Linked DNA regions of Zea mays: all the other regions are linked to region 2. Evidence: chromatin contacts called from public Hi-C data. All regions are on one chromosome and are shown on one strand. Each heading gives the region's core, a stretch centred on a gene start, on an enhancer-like site or on the middle of the called end of the contact. The rest is flanking DNA. Distances are from core to core; before and after follow the strand shown. Region 1 holds the start of LOC100275352. Region 2 holds the start of LOC103638749. Region 3 holds the start of LOC100304070.

Region 1 (4,057 bases), core at 619-3,118, 180 kb after region 2:
TGCGAATTGAATTTTGTAGGCACTACTTGAACTGTAGTTCCCATCTGCCGACCATCTCCAAAAAATGGTGTCATCGAGATCATTGAGGTTGTGTGTGCTGCTGATTGAAAGCCAAAGTGAGACAAATTCTCTCACTTCCTCCTCCCGAGTGAACGGCGCGCAGAAACGAATCCAGTAATTATTTCGAAGAGCCTTGAACACCGTGATGTTTTTCCTTCTTGCTTTCTTGTATAGATTTGGTGCCATATTCTTTGGAGCCTGCCCTTCAATCCAACTGGAACCCCAAAAATCCGCCATCTTCCCATTACCAATAGTCACAATTGTTGAAGCATTGAAAAGATCTACATCCACCTTGTCGCATGGTAATGGCATGCCAGCCCATGCCTTTTCTTTAACCGTCCACCGTAGCCACAACCATCTTAGTCTTAGCGCTCTTGCAAAACACTCCAGGTCTAGAATTCCTAGACCCCTCTATTCTTTGGCAGACAAGTTGTGGCCCAGTTAATCAAGCAATGACCCCCACTGCAAAATTCTGGACTATTCCCTTTCCAAAGAAAAGTTGTCATAAGTTAACATAGGACTTAAGCTCTAATTTTGGTTGCGCTTATCTGCTGGGAGTTGGTGTAATCTTCGGTAAAACTTTGCAAAAAAAAAAAAGACCCCGGAACCTTAGAAAGAACAGCATGAAAGGCCACGCACGCAGGTACGAGTACGATACGATAGGACGTACGAATGCCTAGGTCAAAGCACGCGAGGATTTGGTCAAAATCGTTCTGTGGCGTGCTGCGCCAGCTCGTCGACTACTGAAGTACTTACTGATCTCTGACCCGTTGCCCAACCGTTGGGTCTTCTTTCCAACTCTTGGGGTGACCATAAAGTCCTCACCGACGTTACGTTACGTTACCTTGGAATGTGGAGTTCCGTATGGTGGTGCTGCATCTCAAATCCGTACGCCACTACTATAGTTGAGTTGCATTGAGCATATGAGTAAGAAATGATTAAGCTTATGTACATGGGTTCAGTTTCATACAATACAACGTATATATTTACTTTTCATATTACATTGCAATAATTCTACCAGCTACTGTATTACTTTGCCATGCATGCATAAGACAGCACTACCGAAACCTTAGTAAAGAACAAAAAGAAGAGCCCGTCGTGCCGAACTGCCGACGATCGACATTAATCTAAAGCCTACTAGCTCCCTCCCGTGTGTTCTGAAATCTGAAACCAGCACACAGGGTGACAGGGTGACAGGGATCGCCGGCCCTGTCACTTACTCCGGGCCGGCCGGCCGGCGTGTACGGGATGGCGCGCCTAGTGGCCGTCGCCGGGGCTCGGGCCGGAGTTCTTGATCCCGCCGAGCATGTCGACGCTCATCAACCTGTGGCCTGCTGCAGCACCGCCGTCCTGCTCCGCGGCCCTGACCACCACCACCGTCTGGATGTAACCCACCGGCGGCGACTCCTCCACCGTATGCTGCTGCGCACCACCATCATCGCCCTCTGACGATACCTTCAGCGGCCTGCTGGCACTCGAGACGGTCGCCGCGAGCAACAGGCACGTCGTCAAGAGCAGAAGGCCGACGACGACTCCAGCCGCCGGCGCCCGCGCGCTGCCGATGATGATGAGCTTGGTCGCCATTCTGCTGGCCGTGGCGCGCGCGCAGTCTCGACCGACCAGTCGTCGTCGAGGAACGCTACGCTACGTACCCGTCTCTCTCTGCGCTAGCTGCACTCTGACGACACTGCTAGCAGGAGCCTAGCTAGCACTAGCACACACACTGACACACGTGCGTGTTTATGTTGCCAGGTAGCTAGGTAGTGCAGACAATCGACGACTATGTATATATGCGCCTGGTTTGCACCCACCCCGAGCCGTGGCGTTCTCGGGGTTTATATAGCCACAGCTCAGTAGCGTAGAGAGGGTCCTTGGGCTCCTGCCGGCCACCATTGACCGAACGCCCGGCCGGTCACCGGTGGCGTCGTTGGAAACCGGCAGTAGACCAGCAGCCCGCCGGGCCGGTGATCTCATCTGATGACCGGCGGCAGAGGAGGGAGCTAGCTAGCTAGGAAGGGAAGCGTCGTGGAAACGACACACGGGGGCGGCGTGTGTGTACGAGCGGTCGCCGTGCCCGCGCAGGCGGCACGCACTCGCTCTACCCGCCAGGTGAGGTGGGCCGCGCGGTTGGAAGCTCGCGCGTGGAAGTTAGAACCGCGATGGAGAAATTCCGCGCTCCCGAGAGTGGAGGACGACGCGGACGTGACATGCAGCGCAGACAGACAGAGAGAGGTTGACGAACTCGGTCGATCAGTTTGTTTGGTCGTGGGTTGTGGCGTGGACTGCTGGGTCACTATTATAGCTCACGTACCAGACCAGACACGGTGCCTCAGCATTCCATTTACCAAATTAGACATCTATCTACACGGCCGACGACAGCGACACCCGGCCGGCTGTTGGTCTTCTTCCTCCGTAGCAAATGTTACAAAATAACACGTTACAAGATATGGTGACCAATTCAATGGGCTCGACGAACTCATCTCTAAGGAACACACCTCTTAGGGATGACTCCTGTCACTTATATATATATATATATATATATATATATATATATATATATATATATATATATATATATATATATATATATATATATATATATATATATATATATATATATATATATATCAGGATGTTCCCTGCAATAAACATAACTGTCATTATCTCTGTCACTTCTTACTCTCGTTACCACTGAACTCTAATATGTTATTAGCACGAGCTCGCGAGAACAGAGGGAGAAGTAGAATAACACTCACTGTTTATGACAAGAACGGAGGCAGCGGCCTCCAAATCGATAGGAGAGATGCATAATGATGTCAACTCGACTGGGGAGGAATTATGCTTTGTGGACAGTTGTACCACAAACTCTATATTTAGGGAGATCAAATACTTTCAGACTCTTAAAAAGAGAGATGAAAAAGTTTTGACCATCGCTGGACACGATGCGGTGATAGTTGGCTCTGGACGAGCAACTATTACCCTCCCCATGGGTACTGGAATTGTTATCGATGATGCATTATTGTATCCTGATTACACTTGTACCCTCCTAAGTTTTAGAGATATCCTGTAGAATGGATTTCATATTGAAACCCATGATGAAAATCAAGAATAGTTTTTTCTTCTGGACCAAGCCGAACAAATATGGCAAACACATATGCGAGAAAATTCCATTATTCACGTCTCGGTTGTACTATATATACATTAAGTCCATTGCACATGTTGCATATAAGGTGATTTTCCAAAATGTTGATCCATTCCAGATTTGGCATGATTGACTTGGTCATCTAGGCATCGGGATGATGCAGAAAATCAGAGGCAATTCTATTGGTCATAATTTGCCTACAATTTTTTCCCCAAATCTAAAGATTTTATTTGCACTGCATGTGCAACTAGGAAAATGATTTTGAGACCATCACATCTCAAAATTAAAACTGAACCGCTTAAATTCCTTGAAAGAATTCAAGGCGATATTTGTGGGTCAATTATACCAACTTCTGGGCTGTTCAGGTACTTCATGGTATTGATTGACGCATCTACACGATGATCACATGTGTGTTTATTATCAACACACAACCATGCATTTGCCAAGATAATGTCTCAAACTATCAAGTTAACGACAAATTTTCCTAAACATCGGATTAATACAATCCGGATGGATAATGCTGCTGAATTTACATATTAGGCATTCAATGATTATTGTATGGCGCTGGGTATTCAAGTACAACACTTGGTACCTTATGTCCACACCCAGAATAGAATGGTTTGGCTGAGTCACTAATCAAGCGGACTAAACTCATCGCAAGACCATTATTAATGAATTGCAAATTGCCTTCGTCGTGTTGGGGTCATGCAGTTCTGCACACTGCCGACCTTATACAACTACGACCTACTGCATATCATTCTACTTCCCCAATACAAATGGTACGTGGAAATCCTCCAAGCATTTCCTATTTGCGTAAATTTGGATGTTGTGTATACATTCCAATCTCACCACCTC
Region 2 (4,464 bases), core at 1,278-3,777:
CTTGCACCGATCAGAATCATACCCTCCTTTTCATGGTTATCCTTGCTATGAGTCATGTTAACTTCATCTGTACTAGGACTTATAATGGGATCATTTAGAAGGAAAAGGCCTTCTTCCCTCCTGTCATTCTTACTTCCACAAACTTCTGTTGCACAATCCTTAGCTCCATTCTCGTAAACAGCACCATTTCCACTCAGGACCTCAGAAACGCCGTTGCCTTCCATGTTCTCCACTTCACAATCATGTGGTTCCACTGCATCAAGAATCCTTGGGAAATTGCTTCTAACATTCACAAGACCTGAAACAGCCAGAATTTCACCATCTTCATGTTGAGAATTATTGTTCTCACAATGAAGGGTAGCATTTTTAAAACTTGAATTGATGACAACCCTATCATCTTCTTTTCCAGGATGTTCAACACCACTTGTATTAAATGTTTTAGTAGATTCAATGGCTGAAGATGCATTGCAATCAATGGAACTCACAAAGCTCTTATAATCTTTTCCAGGATGCTTTCTCCGGCCGGCACTTGCTGTACCAAGAGTATCCGTAGATGCAATGGTTGAAGCAGCATTGCTCTTCCTCAGATTTACCAAATCACTATTTTGTTCCTTCTGGACCTCCACACTGTTAACAACTCCAGCTGTATCACTAGTACTGACCAAATTGTGTGCAGAAATAGCATCCTTCTCAAAAGATGATGTTGTGATCTCACCTTCTTCTTTCTCAGAAGCATTTGCATTAGCTTCTTCTTTTTCAGAGGCATTTACATTAGCATCAATGATGTCCTTTTCTGGGACGGTTGAACTACTAGTTTGTTTATCTTTGGCACCAATCTTCCTAACAATCTTCTTGATGACAATCTTTTTCACTTTTTTCACACCAGGCCCAGGAAAGGCTGCCAATCTCACACCTGCACTCGTGAAACCTGGTATATTATTGCCAACCTTGTTAGGCTTCTTACTAACCTTATTAACAGCTCTTTCTCTTTCCTTGTCTTCTGGTGAAGGCTTCACAAGAACCGACGACAGCACCTTCTCAGTTTTCTTTGCTGCGTTCTTCTTCATTCCTGCACTATCATCACTACCCTTACAATCAGAACTCTTTGCCTTGCAATCCGAAGAAATTACGCTTGCCAATTCCTTTGAAGCAGACCCAGAGTTTTTGGTCTTGCTCGGCGAAATGTGCACCTCCTTTGGCACCTTGCTTGGAGAAGGCGACGTATGCACTGATGGATTCTCCTCAATCCGATGCCACACAGACAATCTCATAGGAACCACCTTCTGTGGGGCTCGCCTAGGCGAGCCAGGCAGCATAGTCGACATGGACATCGGCATCTTACTGTTTCCTTTACTGTCGCTGTGTGTCACAAAGCCCCCATGGCCGTAACAAGAATAACTAGTTGCCCTATCTACAAAACTATCATCTGGAGGGGGAGAATAGCTAGGGTGCGGCTGTTGCCTCTTGCGGAGGGGTGGTGGGCCAGAGCTGGATGTGCTCTCCAGGTCAACTGAGTCATGCATGGCGCTGCGGTACCTCTTCCGTGTACCGGGTGGCGACAGCGACACCTGGTGCTGCTGGGCAGTGTAGCGGCGCTCCTCCTCAGCCTCCTCCCACGAGAGTTGTGGCTGCTGGTGAAGGTGCTGCGGCTGCTGGTGGTGGTGATGGTAGTGAGACTGCTGCTGGTAGTGATTGTAGTGCGGCTGCTGCTGCTGGTGATGGTGGGGGTGGTGGCTAGGGATGTGGCGGATCTCATCGGCGGCGCGAAAGTCATCGCCGCTGTGGCGATGCTGGCGGTATGACTGATGAGGAGGAGGGGAGTTGTGGTACGGCGGTGGGGAGTAGGTTTCCGGCGGGGGGCGGAGCGGTAGGGCGGCATAGTGGGTGACGTCTTGGCGATGGTGCGGCAGGGGAGGTGGCGGCGGGGGCAGCGGCTGGGGCGGCGGGGGCTGCTGGTGCACGCGCGGGAGGGGGTGGTGGTGGTGGTGGTCAGGAGTGGAGTACTGGATCGGGCGGGAGTCATACTCGTAGTCATACCTGAAGCGCGCAGGGGCAGCGCCGCCGCCGGCTAAGTGGTGGTGGCCGGAGTGCTGATCAAGGTAGTGGTGGCCCGGGTGCGCGGCGCGGCGGTGGTGCGGGTGGTCGAAGTGCGGGTGCGGGTGCGGGTCCATGGCAATTGCCGCCCGACGAAGCGCCTCGCGGATCGGCTCGAACTGGGTGAATTGCGATTGCAATTCGGCGGGCTCTAGGGTTACAGGGGGGGGGGGGGGACGGCGCGGGGCAAATCGTGTGTTGCGTAGGGAGTGGGCGGCGCGCGGCAGCTGCTGCTTTGCTTAGCCTTGCGCAGCCGGCAACGAGCAGCGTGCGACCGTGCGTGATCGGGTCTGCCGGCTGCGGCCTGCGAGAAGGGTGGGGGTTGGAGCTCGGGTGGGAGGGGGTGGGGGATCTGTGGCGGCCTGGATTTTGCCGATTCGGCTGCGAATTCTCTCGCGGCAATGACGCGCCGGCTTTTGTTGCGGAGGGGAATCTCAGGGTCTGTGGCGGCCTGGATTTTATACACTTTCGACTCCGAATTCTCTCGCGGCAATGACGTGTCGTTGCGGCCTGATCGGAAAAGCAGAAAGCACGATGCGATCTGACGCTTGGGTTAGGCCAGGATGTGCAGCAGGCGCCGCCCGGGACGGCCACGACTCGTGGCCCACGAGTGGGGGCGGGCGTGTGGGCCTGTGAATTGTGGAGGACAACGTGGCCCGGGTAGGCCAACTCTTTTTCGTGGACCATACCAACCGGCCTTTATCGATCGGTTCATCAGAACTTTAGAGCTGCATAGATCAACATTATCGATACTTTCAATTATTTCAACCACCAAAGAGTTGGATCTACACAGACTAGTCAGTTGCCCGTGTATTACGACGTCTTACAACAATACTCATGTAAACTATTCACCAAAAAAATCAATATTTTCTATTGATTGTCTTCGCTCTCCGTATAATATTTTTTTGATTTAGCTAACTGATGTTATTATTTACTCCATCAAATATGTCTTGTTACAACACGGTCAATAAAGTGAGCGGTTAGAAGAGAGTTCACAACAGCTGACTGAACGAACAGAGATTATAAAATGACATAATTCCACCATACAGAGACCAAATAAGAGAAAGTTTGTGAGCTCAAGTTTCTAAAATAAGTCACATGAACTCAAACTTATAAAAAAAGATAGATCAAAATATTGAGTGATTGCTAAAGTCAGGCATCAATAAAAACTGGATGCACTCCATATAAATTATGCTACTTCGTAGCAATTACTAATATTTAAAACCAACAAATAACATTTTATTTTATTGTTAGTTTGATAAATCATTGTTGCTCCATCCAATCCAGCAACCTCAAACACCATGGAGTCCGTTGTGTCAATGTGGTCTTAGAAAGGACCTAATGCTTGCAAGAGCCAAGAACGTCGTGTCGTGCTTGGGCTGTAGCCTCGACCCGTGGCGCTGGTCCAGCCCGACACGATTATATTTTTTATTTTACAAAAAACGTATATACATATATATAATTTATATTCAATATTAAAAACATATGAGCATAACGTTCTACTGGTTAAACAACTTTACCTAGTGTCTCTCGCTCTTCTTCCATTAGGGCATGAGTTCGAACCCCACATGATGCACTGTTTTTTAACATTTTATCACTCATAAATATGATTCATGTATAGTATTGTGTTGCTTCTTACATGAAACAAATCTCTACTACTCTATAAGGAGGTAAGGAGGGCGTTCACATTTGGTTCACCATGCCCCCGCCCCAGCCCCCGTACGATGCCCCCTCGCCTTCGTTCCCCCTCAGCTCCGGTGCCGCGACCGCCACGCCAACCCCACCCCCGCCGAGACATCTGTCGTTCCCAACCCACTCCACTCCCTACACGGGTGTGTCACCCCGCGGAGCCGGAGGTCTTCTCCTTCGTCGAGCCTCTCCTCGTTGTGGTCCTGTGATCCCCGCCGGCAAAATCCCATGATGCCTGCTCCGCGTCTTCGCCCCCACCCTCTTCCTCCCCACGTCGCCGCTACCTCTGCGTCCCCTGAAAGCATCTAGGCCCCTGGTTGGTTTTAGTGATTAATGACAACGTAATATTATATGTGACTAACGTGTGTTTTGCAGAGACAAATGGTAAGTTAGGTCACATGACAGGTAAAAGCACTACAATGTGAAAGCAATCCCGGAGATAAGAACTCGAAGCGACGGCTAAAACGACGGAACAAAAGGTGAAGGTCTACGGAGTCCGAGTGTCAAGGAGATGTGGACACTCGCGATTTAGTTAGGTCTTTTATTCTCTTTTAGCCGTACTATAAAGAGGGGTTGTCGATGAGTAGTTTGACCAAGAGAGTTCTAGTGTAGTGTTGGTGCACAATCACACTCATACACAGTGCTAGGTGTCACTCTAGAACTCACATACAAGTTAGAGCG
Region 3 (4,471 bases), core at 1,756-4,255, 150 kb after region 2:
TAGCACGTATAGGTAATCATCTCGAAAGATGTAGACCTCATAGTGATAGGCATTTCAAATGCGGCCTAAAGCACGGTCTCTGGGCTACTAAACTCTATAAAGAATTTAGCGCAGCCAGTGCTTAGGACTCCACCACCCTATGCTTTTCCAAAAATGCAATATCATTTTGCATGAGGACCATTAGTTTCGACTTAATTATGTGCTATGTTTTCCATGCAAACATAAAAGAATGCAAAAAAAAAACAAAAGCAAGTCGAAAATATATGAATTATAAATGTAAAACAAAAATAATTCACGAACTAAAGTCTGTTATATTTACAATAAAACAGACAAGTATATACAATACATGAACAATTTACAGTCTAAATATCGAATTTAGACGTACTAACATAAATTAGAACTGCATGTACGTATAAAAATTCAGTCTGATAGGGGAATTCAGAACTTAAAATTATAAAATGGGCCATTTTGGACCCATGGGAGCAGCCCATGACGCCTATTATAAAAGTGGGCGGCTAGGGTTCCAAATCCTAACCGCCCAAACTTCTCAGCCGCCGCCAGAGGCTCTCCTGGCCGGCGGCGCCAGGGAGCTCGATCGCTCCTAAGCCGCCCATCAGTCGCCAGGGCGCCTGCAGCCATCCAGGGACCCGCTCGCCCGTGCTGGGGCTGCCATGGCGTGCCCGCCCATGTGGCCAAGGCTGGCCGGATCTGCGCCCTAGGGCTCTTGGGTGGTCGAGCCGCCGCCGCTAGGTGCGTTCCAGCCGCTGGAGTCACGCCCGAGGAGGACCGCTGGGGCTCACCGAGGCCGGCCGGCCAAGCACTTGCCGCGTCGGGGGCCCACTCCGGGGCTAGGCAGACCGCGCCCGAGCATCCGCTGGAGCCGTCCGCGCTGGGTTGCCATCGAGGGCCCGTGCAAGGGAGCGAAGCCGGGGCCGAGGAACGCTCGCGCGTCTGCGCTGAGTTGCTGGTGTCCGTGTCCTTGGCCGGGTCGCGGCCGAGCCAAGCCCGCGCCGGGGGTCGAGGGCGGCCAAGCCGCCGCCCGCCGCCGGGGCTCTCCGAGGCCGGCCGGGCGGGCACGCGCCACGCCGGGACGCACGGTTGCAGGGGCCGGATCGCGCTGCGCCGGGTCCGTGGCCGAGGACGGCCACGCCCTTGCCCGGAGGCAGAGCAGTTCGCCGGCGGTCGAGCGTGGCCCCGGCGCGGGTGCGGTGGCCTAGCCACGGCGGCACCGCCACTGGCACGGTTCAGTGCAGGCTGTCCTCCGGTGGCGCGGGCACGCGGCTCTGGCCCCGGCCCTAGCCTTGGCACGCGACCAGCCGCCGCCAGGCGGGCGCGGCCACGACACGGCGGACCGGCCCCGGCGGCGCGGGCAACGGTTGCCTGGGCGTGCAGGCCCTAGCGACGCGCAGATGCAATTCCCCGGACGCGCGCGGGCCCGGTCAGGCGGGCGGCTTCGGTGCGCGCGGTAGGCCCCCGGCGGATCCCGGTCCCCGCGCGACTGCTTGGCACGGCGGCACGACTTGCGCAGGCCACGTGGTAGCGTGGGCAGCGGCCCCGCGGCGCGAGCACACGGGCGCAGGTGTGGCCACCCGATCCATGCACGGGACCGGCTTGACGCAGCCTCGCAGAGGCAACGACAAAAAAACGGTTGCAAACTCCATTTCGTGTAGAAAATGATGGATTTGCATTTTACCTTGCGTTAATTGCGCAGTAATCCTTTCACGATGTCGTCTTTTCTTGGGCTCAGTGCCAATAGTTGGCAGACATGTTCTCTTATTCCCTCCAATAGAAATTCCTTTCTGTTCTCCCGCGAGCAGTGCTGATAACGTGTTATAACTCAGTGGTAACGAGATTGAGAGAGAGACAAATGACAGCGATGTCCTTTATTGCAGGGAAGACTTGTTTATATACATGTGACATGGGTCATCACCAAGAGGTGTGTCTCTTGGGATGTGTTCGTCGAGCCCCTTGGATTGGTCACCATATCACATATAACTTTGTAATATGTTATTTTGTAACAACGATGAACTGGCGATGCGTGTACCTGCCATGCCCGCAGGGCTGGGGGGATGGATGATGCACCGTTCCGTGCGGCGTGGGGCTGTGCGGGTGCGGGAAGCGGATCCGTGGACCGTGGACGACGGATGGATAAGCACAGGCAGCGGCCGGCGGGTGGGCGCGGGTCGCGTCGCCGCCGCAGCCGCCGCTTGCCCCCTCCTCCACCCATCATGCGTCCCGTCCCGTGTCGGTTTCACGAGTCCACGGAGACGGAGGAGCGGCTTTCCACTCCAGTCATCGTGTAGTTTCCAGTCCACTCCACCACTGCGATGGTCGCCACAACACAGCGAAACTGCAAGCTTGATCGATCCGTGTCCACGAATTTTCCGGTCCGACAGAAACAGCTGACTCCGTGCACGCACCGGTAGAATATACCGTGCGGATTTGAGGCAACTGGAAAGACCAGTCGAGCAGACGCCGTTAGGTTACCGGAATTACCGGGCACGCTGTTTCATCTCACCTTTCCGGTCGCAACCCGTCCGTTGGCCGTTACACATCGCGACCTCGCACCGGCACCACCAGCCAAGCCGTTTCCGACTACCCCACGACCGAGAGAGAGAGAGCAGGAGACCGACGGTTTGGCCGATGGCCGTTACACATCGCGACCTGGCAACGGCACCACCACCAGCCAAGCGGTTTCCCACTGCCCCACGTACGTAGAGGCAGAGAGAGAGAGACCAGGAGACACGGTTCAAATTTCAAATCGAACCGCCCCACTCCCACAACCACCGGGTCAAACCGCCGTACCCTCACTGACCCAGGGCCCCACGGACACTCGGCCCCCACATGCCATACCGCTGGAGAAAACGACAAGCGCAGGCGGTACGGGCGTGTGAGGTGGCTCCGGGGCTCGCGACGCGTGCGTTGGGTGCCAGCTGTATTGCCGGTCAGGTCACCGGCCGCCGGCGCTGCTATAAATACCCGCCGCTCCCCCCGTCACTATTGCTCCAACCAAACTTCCGGTCTTCTCTTCTCCACTACCCACCCGCCTGCCCGCCCGCCTTCTCCTCCACCACTGCCCCGCCGCTAACCAACCACTCGTGCGCCACAAGTCTCCCGTCGTGGAATAGGGCAAAGGCCAGGCATCTCGCTTCTGTCCTCTGTCGAGGGGATCGGACCCGATCGGAGAAAGAATGGGCTCGGAGGCGGACTGCGACAGGATCAGGGGCCCGTGGAGCCCCGAGGAGGACGACGCGCTGCGGCGGCTCGTGGAGCGGCACGGCGCGCGCAACTGGACGGCGATCGGGCGCGAGATCCCGGGGCGGTCGGGCAAGTCGTGCCGCCTGCGGTGGTGCAACCAGCTGTCGCCGCAGGTGGAGCGCCGGCCCTTCACGGCGGAGGAGGACGCGGCCATCGTCCGCGCCCACGCCCGCCTCGGCAACCGCTGGGCCGCCATCGCGCGCCTCCTCCCCGGCCGCACCGACAACGCCGTCAAGAACCACTGGAACTGCTCGCTCAAGCGCAAGCTCGCCGCCGCGTCCGCCCCGGCGGGTTCCTCCGACGTCGAGGCGCGCCCGACCAAGCGCGTCAGCCTCTCGCCCGACAGCCCGTCGGGGTCGGGGTCGGGGTCAGGGTCAGGGTCCGGGTCCGGGTCCGGGTCCGACCGTAGCGACCTGAGCCACGGCGCCGGCCAGGTTTACCGCCCAGTGGCGCGGTCCGGCGGGTTCGAGCCGGCGGACTGCGCGATGAGCCGTCCGCTGGAGGAAGAGGAGGAGGAAAAGGAGGACCCGCTCACCTCCCTCAGCCTCTCGCTTCCAGGCACGGACCAGCGGTTCCACCACGACCGCGCCCACAGCCAGTTCCAGGAGCTCCCGGCGTCGCCGCCCTCGCCCTCCCCGCCTCCGCCGCCGGTTCTCTCGGCGTACCCGTTCAGCCCCGTGTTCATGGAGGCGATGCAGGAGCTGATCCGCACGGAGGTGCAGCGGTACATGGCGAGCGTGGGCGTGCGCGCCGGGTGCGGCGCCGCCGGCGGGGCCGACCTCTGCATGCCGCAACTGGTCGACGGCGTCATGCGCGCCGCCGCCGAGCGGGTCGGCCGGATGCAGTAGCAGTAGCTCCTGCCATCAAATGCTCCCGAACCGTCAATCGATCTTCTAGGACGAACGCGCAGCAGCTGTTGTTATCAGTAGCAAACTTCCAAGTTATTATTTTCCTTTTTTTAAAACTTTATTCTCTCGAACCGCTGTGAAACCGAAACAGCAGTGAAAAGAGTCAGCAACTGAAAAAAAAAATATGTGGGAACTGAAAGGTGGAGAAAAATGTAGTAAAGGCTTGCTGAAAGCCGTGTAAAGCGCTGCCTGCCTCCTCTCTCTCTCTCTCTACAGGAATGAATCGGATCGGAACGGAATGAAACGAGAAGAGGGGGACGACGCACATTCTGGTTTCTGATGAGCTCTATCCATTTCTTCTGCTG

The links. Hi-C and Micro-C count contacts between places; a contact is called where the count stands out from the background.
Region 1: a Hi-C map of bundle sheath shows a contact between it and region 2, with 3 times the contacts expected there. The contact joins the promoter of LOC100275352 here to the promoter of LOC103638749 in region 2. A contact is called at or near these places in 4 of 25 Hi-C or Micro-C datasets (bundle sheath, ear, leaf and 1 more).
Region 3: a contact with region 2 is called in a Hi-C map of endosperm, with 3 times the contacts expected there. The contact joins the promoter of LOC100304070 here to the promoter of LOC103638749 in region 2. A contact is called at or near these places in 5 of 25 Hi-C or Micro-C datasets (bundle sheath, ear, endosperm and 1 more) and 1 of 3 datasets of contacts at active chromatin or transcription factors (leaf).

What each region holds. Positions count from the first base shown.
Region 1 is chr9:101,743,398-101,747,454 of Zm-B73-REFERENCE-NAM-5.0, forward strand. LOC100275352 reads right to left here and starts at 1,869. Exons shown (of 1, transcript NM_001149447.2): 1 at 958-1,869. The coding sequence starts at 1,644. The coding sequence ends at 1,318.
Region 2 is chr9:101,558,698-101,563,161 of Zm-B73-REFERENCE-NAM-5.0, forward strand. LOC103638749 reads right to left here and starts at 2,528. Exons shown (of 9, transcript XM_020543927.2): 1 at 1-2,528. The coding sequence starts at 2,171.
Region 3 is chr9:101,704,379-101,708,849 of Zm-B73-REFERENCE-NAM-5.0, forward strand. LOC100304070 reads left to right here and starts at 3,006. Exons shown (of 1, transcript NM_001165572.1): 1 at 3,006-4,294. The coding sequence starts at 3,192. The coding sequence ends at 4,106.